Linked DNA regions of Mus musculus: regions 2 and 3 are each linked to region 1. The links are chromatin contacts, called in public promoter capture Hi-C maps. All regions are on one chromosome and are shown on one strand. The core of a region is the stretch at or near the end of the contact, and the rest is flanking DNA. Distances in the headings are between cores, read along the strand shown. Region 1 holds the start of Supt7l (SPT7-like, STAGA complex gamma subunit). Region 2 holds the start of Tnip2 (TNFAIP3 interacting protein 2). Region 3 holds the start of Fam193a (family with sequence homology 193, member A).

Region 1 (4,319 bases), core at 864-3,363:
CCAGAATGAATCTGAGAGACTTCTGTTGCCTTCTAACAAGTATTCCTTCCTCTAGTCCAGTGGTTCTCAACCTGTAGGTCATAACCCCTTTGGGGATCAAATGACTCTTTCATAGGTTAAGGAATATCAGGTATCCTGTATATAAGGTATTTACAATAGGATTCATAACTGCAACAAAATTACAGTTATGAAGTAGCAATGAAAATAATTTTGTGGTTGCATGGGGTCACCACAACATGAGGAACTACATTAAAGGGTCAGACCTTTAGGAAGGTTGAGAACTGCTATTCCAGTCTTTTTCAGAATCTGATCTACACTTGGCCCTGCTGCTAGACTTTCTTCCTTTCTCTGTCTGTCTCTCTTTGTGTGTCTCTGTCTCTCATTCTCTCAATGCTGAAGATTTAACACATCCTACAAAAGTATTTTTATTACTGAGCTACACTTCCAAGCTTTTTTGTTTGTTTCTTTTGCTTGGAAAAAGTCAGAATTCTGTGGCTTAGCATTCAATAAAAGCTTACTAAGCGTCTTTAATTCACGTCTCCAGGTTTACTGCCTATATGTCTCCTCAGGTCCAACAAACATCAAATGAATACATTGTGTGACGGTGTAAGATCTTTGTCCTGAGGGAATAACAGAAGCAAAATACTGCAGTATAGCAGCAGCTGGCACTGCTACTTTAAAGGCGTGAGTTCAGTGTCCTGCAGGCAAGTGAGGGGCTTCCTGGACAAAATGAATGCCCTCAGCTCTAACAATATACTACTCAGTTCCTTTCTTTCTCTTTCTTTCTTTTCTTTTTTTTTTTTTTTTACATTTACTTATTTTGGGTATGTGTGCATGAAAAAATCACAAGACAACTTGTGAGAGGCAGTTCTCTCCTTTCACCATGTGGGTTCCATGGATTGAACTCGGGCATTCGGACTTGGCAGCAAGTGCCTTTTACCTACTAAGCCATCTAACTGGCCCCTCAGCTTATTTCCTTTGCTAAGATTGTATTTTTAAATTATTAATTTCGAGACAGGGTTTCCCTTTGAGGCCTTGGCTATCCTGGAACTTGCTCTGTAGACCAGGCAGGCTATGCATTCACAGACATTCGTTTTTGTTGTCTGTTGGGGGTTGAGTATATGCTTGTGTGTTCCATGTGTATGCAGGTGCCAAGGATATCTGAAGAGGGCATCAGATCCTTCTGGAGCTCAAATTAGAGGTGGTTGTGAACTCCCCTGATGTGGGTACTGGAAATGGAGCTCAGATCCACCGAAGAGCAGCACACAGAACCATCTCTCCAGCTCCACCACTCAGCTTCTCAAGAACATGAGATATTTTTATAATTGACCCTTTGAGTTGTGACCTCTGCCAGGAACCCTCTACATCTTTATCAGACTTGAATTTGTTCTTTAGGATCCCTGAAATCACCATTCCCCCCAACAGATCTCCTTTCTTTGTATATTTACATGAATTTGCTTTTATCCCTGAACCTTAACTTTAGTTGACTTATTCATCTGTATTCTCCCACTTGTTATGGCTGCCATCTTGGTATAGTTTCAGGCCTCTGTCAAAGAGTTATAATATTAACTATGGCTTAGTTCAATTTTCCATAAATTTTATGACAAATTAACACTACTATTTCCAATTTTTCAGATGTGGAAGCTGTTGTCCAGGGTCATGCCAACATCATAAATACAAAGAGTAAAAAAGAAAAGAGGTTTCGATGCTCAGGTTTGTTAAGCCACTAAACATGCTATCTCAATATTTTGTTCCGAGTAATAAAAGAATGAACAATAATAAATTGCTTCTTTACTAACTTCATAAAAGGAATAAATTCGAGAGCTGCAGATAGGGACTCCTTGCTCCGGATCTGGAGGCTTAGGCTTAGGCGCCGACCACAGGATCCTGGGAAGTCTGATTTACAAGGCAGCAGGAAAATGGGTGGCTCTGGACCGGAACCAGAAAATAAAGTTCAAATACTCACCGCCCTGCCCCAGGAGTGGTATACGCGGCTGCCTGACTCTGACAGGTCGGAGTCGAGGACTAGGTCAAGCCTAGGAGCCTTGTTTATTGATTAATGGACCAAGGCCACGGAAGCACTTCTTCCCAATCGCCCTCTGCCACAGGAAGTTATTACTAGCCTACATGCAACGCCTAAAATGTCCGTATCCTGCACAGCACTCTGAGAGCCTCTCCCCGCTTTCTGGTATTGTGACTCCCTAGTGCTATTCACATCTTTAAAACTCTGCGAGTCTTGAAAGAGGAACTCCAACATTTCTGTCCAGAGAAGCCTCAGGGAGGTGGGAAGGAGGAGGAGAAGTGAGCGGGAACGTAGAGAGCGAGGGGTCGGGGTTTCCGAGGGACACATTTTGAGATTGCACCCGGCTAAGGATGGCTGATCCTACCCCTCAGCTAGATGCGCCAGCTCCCCAGGAAGTCAGTAGCGAGTTTAAGAAGCCGGTTTTACCAGTGCCTTCCGCAGTACGGGGTAAGGCTCCGGCCTCCAGTCCCTCCGTTTCTGAGGATGTGAAGAAAGAATGTCTCGCGGCGCAGCTGGACTCTGGATGTGAGGAGCCCGAGGTCCCGCCACCGCAGCCGGACAGCCAGGAGACCGGGGGTCCACCGGTGGAGCAACTCCGCTCCCCGCGGGTAGCTCCTGCGTCTGGCGGTCCGACCCGGGCTCCTCCGTACCGAGAGCCATCGTGGGGCAGCCCAGCCACGGCCCCCTACAGTCTCGAAACCCTGAAGGGTGGCACCATCCTTGGCACCCGCACCTTGAAAGACACGAGCTGCTGCTTTTTCGGGAGACTTGCTAGTTGTGACATATGTCTGGAGCATCCTTCCGTGTCTCGGTACCATGCTGTACTACAGCACCGGGGGGCGGATCCCAGCGGAGACTCTGAGGGTCATGAGCAGGGCTTTTATCTCTACGATCTGGGAAGTACCCACGGCACGTTCCTCAACAAAACTCGCATCCCACCCCGCACTTACTGTAGAGTCCACGTCGGGCATGTAATGCGCTTTGGAGGCAGCACTCGGCTCTTTATCCTTCAGGTAGGTAGAAAAATCTAAAATAAAAATCTTGGGACTTCACTGTTTTTGGTTTTTCAAGACAGGGCTTCTCTATGTAGCCCTGGCTGTCCTGGAACTCTCTCTGTAGACCAGGCTGGCCTCGAACTCAGAAATCCGCCTGCCTCTGCCTCCCGAGTGCTGGGATTAAAGGCGTGCACCGCCACGCCCGGCGATTCTGAGTTTCTTTAAGGTTTAGTTGAGTAAAAGGATTCTGGTAACCAATGACAAAAGCACAGGCCTCATTCTGGACCCACAGGTCTGTGTACGTTGCTGTGTCTCAGAAAGTAATTTTCTCACTTCTGAATCCATATATGTATATATTTTACCCATGATTCATTAGGGACCAGAGGAAGACCGAGAGGCAGAATCTGAATTAACAGTAACACAGTTGAAGGAATTGCGTAAACAGCAGCAGATATTATTGGAGAAGAAGATGTTAGGTGAAGACTCAGATGAAGAAGAAGAAGCAAATACCACTGAAGGGAAGAGCAGTAGAAGTGGTCAAGATGATGAGCTGGGCTGCACGTGGGGAATGGGTAAGAAACTACTACTGAAGGTGGCACCCTCAAGTGCTTTTGATCATACAGCTCAGAAGGCCTACAGCTGAAGTAGGGTAAATGTAATTTGCAAGCCCAGGGTCATTAACTTTAGTGAGTAAAAGTGTTGAATTATGGGCATTATACATACACCTCTTTCTCACCGTGTAATTTGCTTATTGCGTTTATCATTTAAACACACACACACACACACACAGAAAGAGAGAGAGAGAGAGAGAGAGAGAGAGCTTTCTGAGTGCTAATTATCACCTGGAGGGCATGGAAAAATTTACTTCATTTCTTTGGCTGAGAAATCAGTATTTGATATTTTTTCACCTCTCAGGCTATTTTCACAAAGTACAAAACATTCAAGAGGTTATTGTATAGCTCCACATTTTGGATGATAGATATTCAGGCTTATAAAAAGATAGTTGGTGAGGGCCGAGAGATGGCTCAGTAGTAAGAGCACTATCTGCTCTTTCAGAGAAAGCTCAGCCCTCAGCAACCACGTGGTGGCTCATAATGATCTATAATGTCATCTGATGCCCTCTTCTGGCATGTAATTGTACATACAGATAGAGTACCCCTTTACATAAAATAAAACTTTTAAAGAAAAAGATAGTTGGGGCTAATAAGGCATTGTGATGCAGGCCTTTAATCTTAGCACTTGGGAGGCAGAGGCAGGTAGATCTCTGTTAGTTTCAGGCCAGCATGATCTATTTATTGAAT
Region 2 (4,319 bases), core at 864-3,363, 3.0 Mb after region 1:
TATCTTGAAAACAAGCATTATCTTTTATCAGGTAATCTCCTCTCTTATTTTCTTTCCTGGGAAAATCAAGACAGCTATGGACCAAATGGAATAAAATGCCAGCATCCCTCCAAATGCCGGACAAGGTTGTCAGGTTTAGAAATAATTGCTCCAGTAAAGTATTATTACTCATTTCAGTTTTGTGTGCTTATGATATCTCACAGGAACCAAATGATACCAAATGACAAGGAGAGCCAAATAAGAATTCACATATTATCAGACTGGCACCTGTCACTTCTTCCCACATAATACTAAAATGCCACCAACCAAAACCATGGGTCTTCTTTCTCAGAGCACCATCCTTAGGAGCCCTATGCATCTCTCAGGCCCCTGGCACCCTCCTCAAGATTCAGAACCCCACATTCCACAGAAGACCTCCCTAACACAGAACCCAAGAACCAAGACCTATACTGCCTCCTCATACCCAACACACACACACTGGAACCTGAACACAGTCCTCAAAGGGCAATGCCTGTCAGGATATCCTTGAGACCCTTTTGGCCCCATGCTTCGCTCATGTCCTTTAGAGCCTCTAGTGTCTGTCCCACAGAACCCTGAACACCACCCCTCCTCAGAATTCCATCTTAGTCAAGCCTGGTGCCCCCACTGTTGTTGCTTGAATGAGAATGCCCCCACAGGTTCATATATTTGCATTTTTTCATCATCAGATAGTAGCACAATTTGAGAAGGAATAGGACATGTGGCCTTGTTGGAGGAACTGTGTCACTAGGGATGGGCTTTGAGGTTTCAAAAGCCCGCACCAGGCCTAGTGGACGTCTCTCTGCCAGTGGATCAGGATGTAGCTCTCAGCTACTTCTCCAGCACCAAGCTTGCCTGCAAGCTACCATACTCCCCACCATGATGATAATGGACTGACCCTCTGAAACTGTAAGCCAGCCCTCAATTAAATACTTTCTTTTATAAGAGTTGCCTTAGTCATGGTATCTCTTTAACGCAAATAAGGCAGTGATTAAAACAGCTACACACCCCTTTGGGACTAATATAATAATATTACTAATAATATGAGTACATATTGGAGAAGCTTACTACCAACAGAACCACGTGTTCGAGGCTACCTCAGAACATTATGCCCCACAAGATCCCTGCACTCCAGGATCCCTCACATTCCGCAGAACCCTGTCCCCCACAAAACTTCATGAGTAAGTTTCCCACAGCAGTACCCCTCAAAGTCGAGAGACCCAGGGGGTCTGTCCCAAATTAACCTCTATTACAAGTCCCTCAGAAGTGCTCATAACCTCAGCAGGACGTCAGGACTTGGTACTCCTCAAACAGTCACACCCCTACCACCCTGTTGCTCACCAGAACCCCGAGCCCCAGAGACTCCTGCTCACCTCTGGCATATCCCCTGAGCCTACGAATGAATCCCGAACTGCTCAATACCCTGAACTACCCAGACTCTTACCTTCAGACCCTAATCCAACAGGATTACCTGCGCCTCTGATCCCCACGCCCTTCAGACCCTGAAACCTCAGGACCCACTAGTCTCAGGATCTCGTATCCCTCATAACCCAGCTCCTTTCAAACCCCAGCGCACCCCTAAACCACTATGCTCAGACCTCGAGCTCTTCAGACCCGCACCTCGAGCTTCATATCCTCGCGACCCTCAAGACCTCGCGCATCTCTGGACTCCACGTCACTCGCTCCAACAAGTTCCCCAGGCCGCCTTGCGCAGCAGCTCCCGCCCGCCCCGCACCTGCCGCAGCTGGGTCTCCGAAGCGCCTTCCTCCTGTCGTCGCAGCTGCTCACGGAAGCGCTCCACCTGATCCAGAAGTGCGTCCACGAGTGACGGCGCCGTGTGCCCTTCCAGAGCCGCGAGGCGGGTGCGGAGGCTCGCGATGAGGGCGTCACGCGCGGCCAGCTGATCCTTCAGGCGCTGTAGTTGCTGGCCGGCCTCGTGGTACAGGCCACAGAGCGCTGCGGCCGCACGCGGGGCCCCGTCCTGTCTACCAGACCTTGGGTCCCCAGACGACATGGCTGTAGGCCTTCCGTGGGGACTTGGGCGTCTCCAACTTCTCCACACAGGGGGAGCGAAAACCAGCCTTCCCGGAACGTTTCCCGCCCCGCCCACTCCCAGAGCCTAATCCGCCCCCGCCCACAGCTGGCTCCGCCTCGTCCATGGCCCGGAGTCTGACTCCGCCCCGCCTACAGCTGGCTCCGCCTCTCCCACTGCCGGGAGTCTGACTCCGTCCCCTCCCACAGCTGGTCCCTCCTACTCTATGATCTCACTTTCTCTTGACACACCAGCTCCATTCTAGGTGCTGTCTGCTCTATTCCCTGCGTCTGAGGAATTTTCCTGGAGTCAGACCCCATCTGCGACCAGGGTTTGGGGTTAGGTATCCTCTGGTACAGCAGCTGAAGAAAAGCAAATAAATCAAAGGACTTCAAACATGGGACGTAGAGTGTGGTCAGGTTTCATTGGCTGGGCTCCTTCCTCTTCCGGGACTTGACATGCGTTTCTTCATAGAGGGACACTGACCCAGAAAGGTGTTCCCATCCAGAGTACATGATGGAGCCCAGAGCCAGCCACCAAACCCCAGCATGCCCCTAAATTCGCGTTAGGATGGCCTTAGCGCTAGAAGCTGTTCTAGCAGAAGACAAGAGGGTGCCCACCCTTTCCTTCCCACAGTTTCCATATGAACACTGTTTTTCCACTGGGAAGTCTCTCCTCCGTGAGAATCTTTCAATGGCTCATTGCTAAGATCTCATGGAGGTCCCCTCCCTATGTGAGGATGTGTGTCTCCTTTTCTGCTCAGTCTTCTACTCTCAATACCCTGTCTGCTCACAGGCAAGCTCTGGTTGAGCCTGCAGGAACACACTCACTTGCAAGTATAAAACTATAAGCAAAGCCAGACCTCGCCAAGAATGTATGGGATGGATACTGGGAGTCACAGACCTGGCTCACTTATGTTCAGTTCCTTCTTAGCCCTTCCAGCCCAAAACTTCTGCTCAGAAAAGATGGGTCACAGTTGCTTCCTTCCCTACCTGGTAGGGGTGTTGTGGAACTAGAGAATGAGTGCGTATTTCTTTTCTATTAGTGTGACAAAATGCCAGGACCAAGGCAGCGTATAGAAGAAGCATTACTTGGGATAAAGGGTCAGATGTTTAAAGCTGATAGCTCACATCTTGATTACAAATCAGGAAGCAGAGGGCAAGCTGAAACCTCAGAATCTCTCTGCCCATAATGGCACAGCTCTTCCAACAGGCCATACTTTGAAATCCTTTCTAACCTTACATGAGTCACCAACTGGGGACCAAGTATCCAAACATGAGTCTATGGGAGCTGTTCTCATCCAAACTTCCATGATTAAATGATTGTCCAGCACAGTCATTGCTATGGTCATGCAGGGTCATCTTGATTGACTGAGGCAGTTGTGGGATGAAGGGGAAGTGGGTGTGGGAGTGGATATCACACAGAAGAACCCTGGCCCAGAGCTGATATGTGGCTTTAACTCTTCACTACTATTCCTGTGTGTAGCCTAGTAGACCACTCAAGTGCTTTTGAGCCTGGTTGTGAAGTGCAAAATATGAATCAAACAACAAAGACATTTATTCAAATGCTTCTGGGCCACATGTGTTTGGAGTTCAAAAGCTTTGATTTTATGTAGTTGCACATAATTGAGATAACCATCCTCTAAAAAGGTCTACTCTTGGAAGGCAGTGGTAGCACGTGCTTTTAATCCCCAGCACTCTGGAGGCAGAGGCAGGTGGATGGATCTCTGTGAGTTTGAGGCCAGCCTCGTCTACAGATTGAGTTCCAAAACAGCTAGGGCTAACAGAGAAACCCTGTCTTGAAAAACCAAATCAACAACAAAAGGAGTCCTGTTTCCAGTACCTGTGCATATGGGCAAGCTCTGCACAACAGGGAGTACTTGACCTCTATAACCATGTACTCCAGGCTCCTGACAAAGTAACAAAGACGTGATATTGCTTCAAGCTGCTAACACTTGGGAGTCTTTTTTAAAATGTGTGTGTGTGTGTGTGTGTAACATGCATGTGTGCATGATATGTATATGAGCATATATACTATACATGTATGTGTGAGTGTGCGATATGTGTGTGATATGTGTGTATGTATATATAGCATGCACGTGTGGGTGTATGTGTGTAGAGATCAAAAGTTAATGTCGAGTGTCTTCCACTGTTTCTCTTAGCCTTATTTTTTTTTGAGACAGGGTCTCTCACTAAACCCAGAGCTCATGGATTGGCTATACTGGTTGGCTAGCAAGTTCCAGGGATCCACCTGTCTCCATCCCCAACCC
Region 3 (4,319 bases), core at 1,326-3,825, 2.8 Mb after region 1:
TGTGCCATAGAACTTTCCTTTCTGGGTCATACCTGGGCATTTGCAGTCTGTAGTGTAGCTCAGTGACAGCATGCTTGCCTACTGGCATATTTGATAGTTATGGTGTTTACGTTGATTTATCTCCCTTTTTTTTTTTTTTTTTTTTTTGGTTTTTTGAGACAGGGTTTCTCTGTAGCCCTGACTGTCCTGGAACTCACTCTGTAGACCAGGCTGGCCTTGAACTCAGAAATCTGCCTGCCTCTGCCTCCCAAGTGCTGGGATTAAAGGCGTGTGCCACCACCGCCCGGCTATCTCCCATTTTTAAAATCTTAATTTTTTATTTTTTTTCTGGAGACAGGGTTTCTGTCTTTGGTTGTCCTGGAATTTACTCTGTAGATCTGCGTGGTCTCAAACTCACAGAGATCTGCCTACCTCAGCCTCTTGACTACTGGGATAAAAAGCATGTGCCATTTTACACACACACACACATATATGTATTATTATATATTACACATATAAATCATATTTTAAGTATAATATATAATATAAACATATATATTACATAATAAAACACTATATATTATGTATATGATATTCTGCCTTCTGTTGGCTTCAGGTATACATGTGGTACATATACATACAGGCAAGCAAGCACTTATTCAAATTTAATTAAAATATATAAAACGAAGTATGCATCTCCATGGCATTCCCTGCTTAAAAGCCTTCCATGGCTCTCCCAGGTGGTTAGAATAAAACGAAGCTGGTGGTGGCACACACTTTTAGTCCCAGAACATGGAAGGCTGAGAGGCAGGAGGATCTCTGAGTAGTATAGTCTACATATCAAGTTCAAAGCCAGCCAGAAATATACAGTGAGATGCTGTCTGAAAAACTGAAACAAAAGCAAAACCGAAAAACCAAACCAAAAACTCACCCAACCAAGCAAACAAAACAAACACCAAACCAAAAACAACAACAACAAAAAAAACCCTCTTCGGCCTCCTTATAGAAGCTTAGAGATTCTGTGAATTCATTTGCTCTAGAAACAAAGTGTCTTTGTACATACACTTATGTTGGTGCCCAAAGTTATACCTGAGCTAGAATCTGGGCCTTGCCTCTGAAAACTAGAGTGGCTTTGGGCAACATCCTTAGCACCTATAAACCTGTTTCTTATCCATAGACTATGACTAATAGCACCTCTCAGGAGAGTGTATGTGTGAATGGAGATTTGACAGAGAATGACTGCACTGCTGGACAAATGGTCATTCATTCACCTAGCAATTACTGGAGTGCTGCATGCCCAGCCCTGTGCCTGCAAGGGGTTGGGATTATGGTGGAGGCAAGCACTTCTATATCCTGTGCCCTCTAGGATACTAATGACACTTAAAAATTTCAACTCCATGCCAATGTGCCAAGAACAGAAGAAAGCAAAGTGGTTATGGAAGTAGGGAGGCATTCAACTGGACTCCTTAGATGAAATGGAGGGAAGGGGCGGTCCTGACACTGCCCACCTATGGAGTACTGAGGGAGATTTAGCCTGGCATCCTACTACACTTTAATATCAGAGCTATCCAAGACCTGTTTGGGTGAGGGACCTTCATTCTATTGGGAAGTTAGTCATTGAAACGGGGTTCATCACATTGGGCTGCTCAGGTTTGGGGTGAAAAATGGGTCAGAATTGCTGAATTGGGCCAGAATGACTAACTAGGAGGTAATAGGAGATGGTTCAGGAGCGCATGTCTGTATGTCGCAATGCTAATCTCAACAGATAGCACTTGGTTCCACTGATGGAATCAAAAATAGGTATGAACTGCGGGAAACCTTTGGTTTGGGTCCTTGTACCTATAGGCGATAAGCAGGGCGCCAAGGAACAAGGTTTCTAGGTAGTGGTCCAGACTTCTGTCCTGAACTAAAGTCCTCCTGGTATGTGGTGAATGGAAAGTGATGAATAGCATGGGCGATGGCCTGAGGAAGCGCTCCTTTAAGTATGGAGACTTTAAAGAGAAGCGAGGAAGGAGTGAGGCAGGCTCCTGCTTACTGCAGGCCTTGTCAGCGCAGATGCAGTGAATTACCAGTCGGCGGATGCCGGCCCTCTTTCCACTGGCCCTGGCATAGGCCAAGGTCACACAGCGACAGGTGAAAGGGGCACGCTCGAACCTGGACTGGGCCAAAGTCAGCAGGGCCCACTACGAGCAGGGCAAGAGCTTGGGTCTTTGGCAGGAGGCTGTACTAAAGGAACTGAGAGACCGCCAGAGTTGGAACTGCGAGACCCTCTTGGACCCCGCCCGCCTCCAGCTCCGTCCGTGCGCGGACTACAGATTCCACAGGGCCACGCGGCGCCGGACGTCACCCTAGGCACACCCTCTCCCCGCACGACTAACTGCGCGTGGCCCTACGGGAGTCGTGGTCCCGCCCCACACGCCCGGGCGGAGCCGCGGGCGGCTGGAACTACAGCTCCCGGCATGCCTCGCGCGTGGCGTCGGGGGCGGGGTCCCAGGCCAGGGGCGCGCCGCCCGGGAGGGCGGAGTGCGGGGGGCGGCCGCCCGCGCCCCTCCCCCTGCCGCTGCTTCCCCCCTCCCCCGACGTAAACTGGGATCCCTTTCCCCTTGTGTCCGCCATATTGGACTCTTAACTCTGGTCAGCGGCGGCACCGGGCCCGGTGGACTCGCGTCGCTCTCGCCAGCAGCTGCCCCTCAGATCCCGTCCGCCCCGCCCTCCCAGCCCGGGAGGAGACCCCGCGCCGCGCCCCCCGCCCGGCCGGCCGCAGCGCCCGCCGCCGCCTCCGCCTGCCCGCCGCTGCCGCCGCCGCCCGCGGCCCGGCGCCCGCCCGCGCCCCTTCCCCGCCCGCCGTCCTCCGTCCCTCACTCCCGCCATGAGCCCGGCCGACGCTAAGCGCGGAGCCAAGCGCCGGAAGAACAAGCGCGGCGGCGGCGGTGGCTCGGGTGGCGGCGGCTCGGGCGGCAAGGCCGGCTCGGCGGCGGCCCTGCGCGGCCCCCAGGCCCCGGGCCCCGGCGCGGCGGGCCTGCTGGGCGGCGCGGCGGCCCACGGGCCTCTGGGCGCGGGTGCGGGCGGTGCCGCCGGAGGCTACTTCGAGGTAAGCAGCAGGGGTCCGCGGGCGGGAGCGGCCGCCGCCCCCTCACGAGCGGCCGGGCGGGCGCGGCCGGCGGATAACGGGCCGGCGCCTGCCTAGCTGACAGCTCCTCCCGGGCGCGAGCGCGGCGGAGGGAGGGCGGCGCCGGCGGGACCCCCGAGGCACACCGACTGTGGCCTTGAAAAGTGCCCCCTAGAAGTTTCTGGGTACCGCCTGGCGCACCACGGGCGCGGCTGTCTTGCCCTCTGTGCCTGCTGCTGTAAGCTCTCGGGAGCCGCCGGGGTCTCTTTCCTCAGGAGTGTCAGCTGAGGATAGTCGCAAGGGTTGGGGTAACTATTTTTTCAGGTTTACTTACGCAGGCATGCTGTGGATGGACCGCTGTCTCTTTTATTCTGTTTCAGAAGATAGTGCTGGTACGTGGGATGCAGTTGGCATAATCGGTTCTATAGATTGGATTGGCCACCGAATGATTATGGGTTTCTCTCAAGTTGCGTTCTTGTAAGGTTGCTAAAACAAGTTATCTTCTTTTAAAAAGACATCCACAGTGAAGAAACCAAAGCTTTAAGGGGTATTTGTGTGCCAAGTCATGAGGCAGATTTTTTTTTTTTTTAATGAGATTCGGAATATTGTGTTGGCACAGTATGTATTGAGAGCAGTTGAGAAAATTGTTGGGGATGGGCATGGGTTTTGATGCTCATGTTGTTGCAAGAAAGTACAGTAATGGATAAATACTTAAGTTTTCCTTATTTGTTCCCGGTGTTCTCTGCAGTTTTGGTGCAACTTTGGGAGCTTTCTTCGCGGAGTATTGTTACATTTGTTTAGCATCTGGGGTTTGTCCTTGGGTTTGAGTTTCCAGAGTTTGGCCTTTTTCTTGACTCTGGACAGCTCTAGTTTAAAATGAGGTTGTGATTTTTCATTTTGGGACTTTGTGGGTCGCCTTTGCTTTTGCTGGAAGGGGAAGGTGGGAGGTTGGCCTGTTCGAAAGCTTTATAGAAAGGGTAATAGTGGTTGCTGGAGCTGGAAGTGAAGTACATCCATTTCTGTATGTACAGTGAAGACCAGCTGCTAACAAGGAGCCTTACTCCTCATACCTCGTGCTAGGTAGGATTGAGTAATTGCAACATAACATAGAATTACCTGAAATAACTTGCTTTTTGTAGCTCTTCAAACTCAGATTATGCATAATTTTGACAGAATTGTTTGTGTTGAACTATTATGCATCAAGAGTTTGGGCCATCACCCACCATTAAAA

The links. Promoter capture Hi-C pulls out the DNA fragments that hold promoters and counts their contacts.
Region 2: a contact with region 1 is called in a promoter capture Hi-C map of liver, with 5 times the contacts expected there. The contact joins the promoter of Tnip2 here to the promoter of Supt7l in region 1. A contact is called at or near these places in 2 of 39 promoter capture datasets (both in liver) and 2 of 9 other capture datasets (adipose tissue and liver).
Region 3: a contact with region 1 is called in a promoter capture Hi-C map of neutrophils, with 4 times the contacts expected there. The contact joins the promoter of Fam193a here to the promoter of Supt7l in region 1. A contact is called at or near these places in 1 of 39 promoter capture datasets (neutrophils) and 1 of 9 other capture datasets (liver).

The regions. Positions count from the first base shown.
Region 1 is chr5:31,524,649-31,528,967 of GRCm38.p6, forward strand. It overlaps Supt7l (SPT7-like, STAGA complex gamma subunit), which reads right to left and starts at 2,114. Exons shown (of 5, transcript NM_028150.2): 1 at 1,967-2,114. It overlaps Slc4a1ap (solute carrier family 4 (anion exchanger), member 1, adaptor protein), which reads left to right and starts at 2,347. Exons shown (of 14, transcript NM_001347328.1): 1 at 2,347-3,036; 2 at 3,395-3,590. The coding sequence starts at 2,374.
Region 2 is chr5:34,511,866-34,516,184 of GRCm38.p6, forward strand. Tnip2 (TNFAIP3 interacting protein 2) reads right to left here and starts at 2,114. Exons shown (of 6, transcript NM_139064.2): 1 at 1,754-2,114. The coding sequence starts at 2,032.
Region 3 is chr5:34,367,358-34,371,676 of GRCm38.p6, forward strand. Fam193a (family with sequence homology 193, member A) reads left to right here and starts at 2,576. Exons shown (of 21, transcript NM_001243123.1): 1 at 2,576-3,070. The coding sequence starts at 2,849.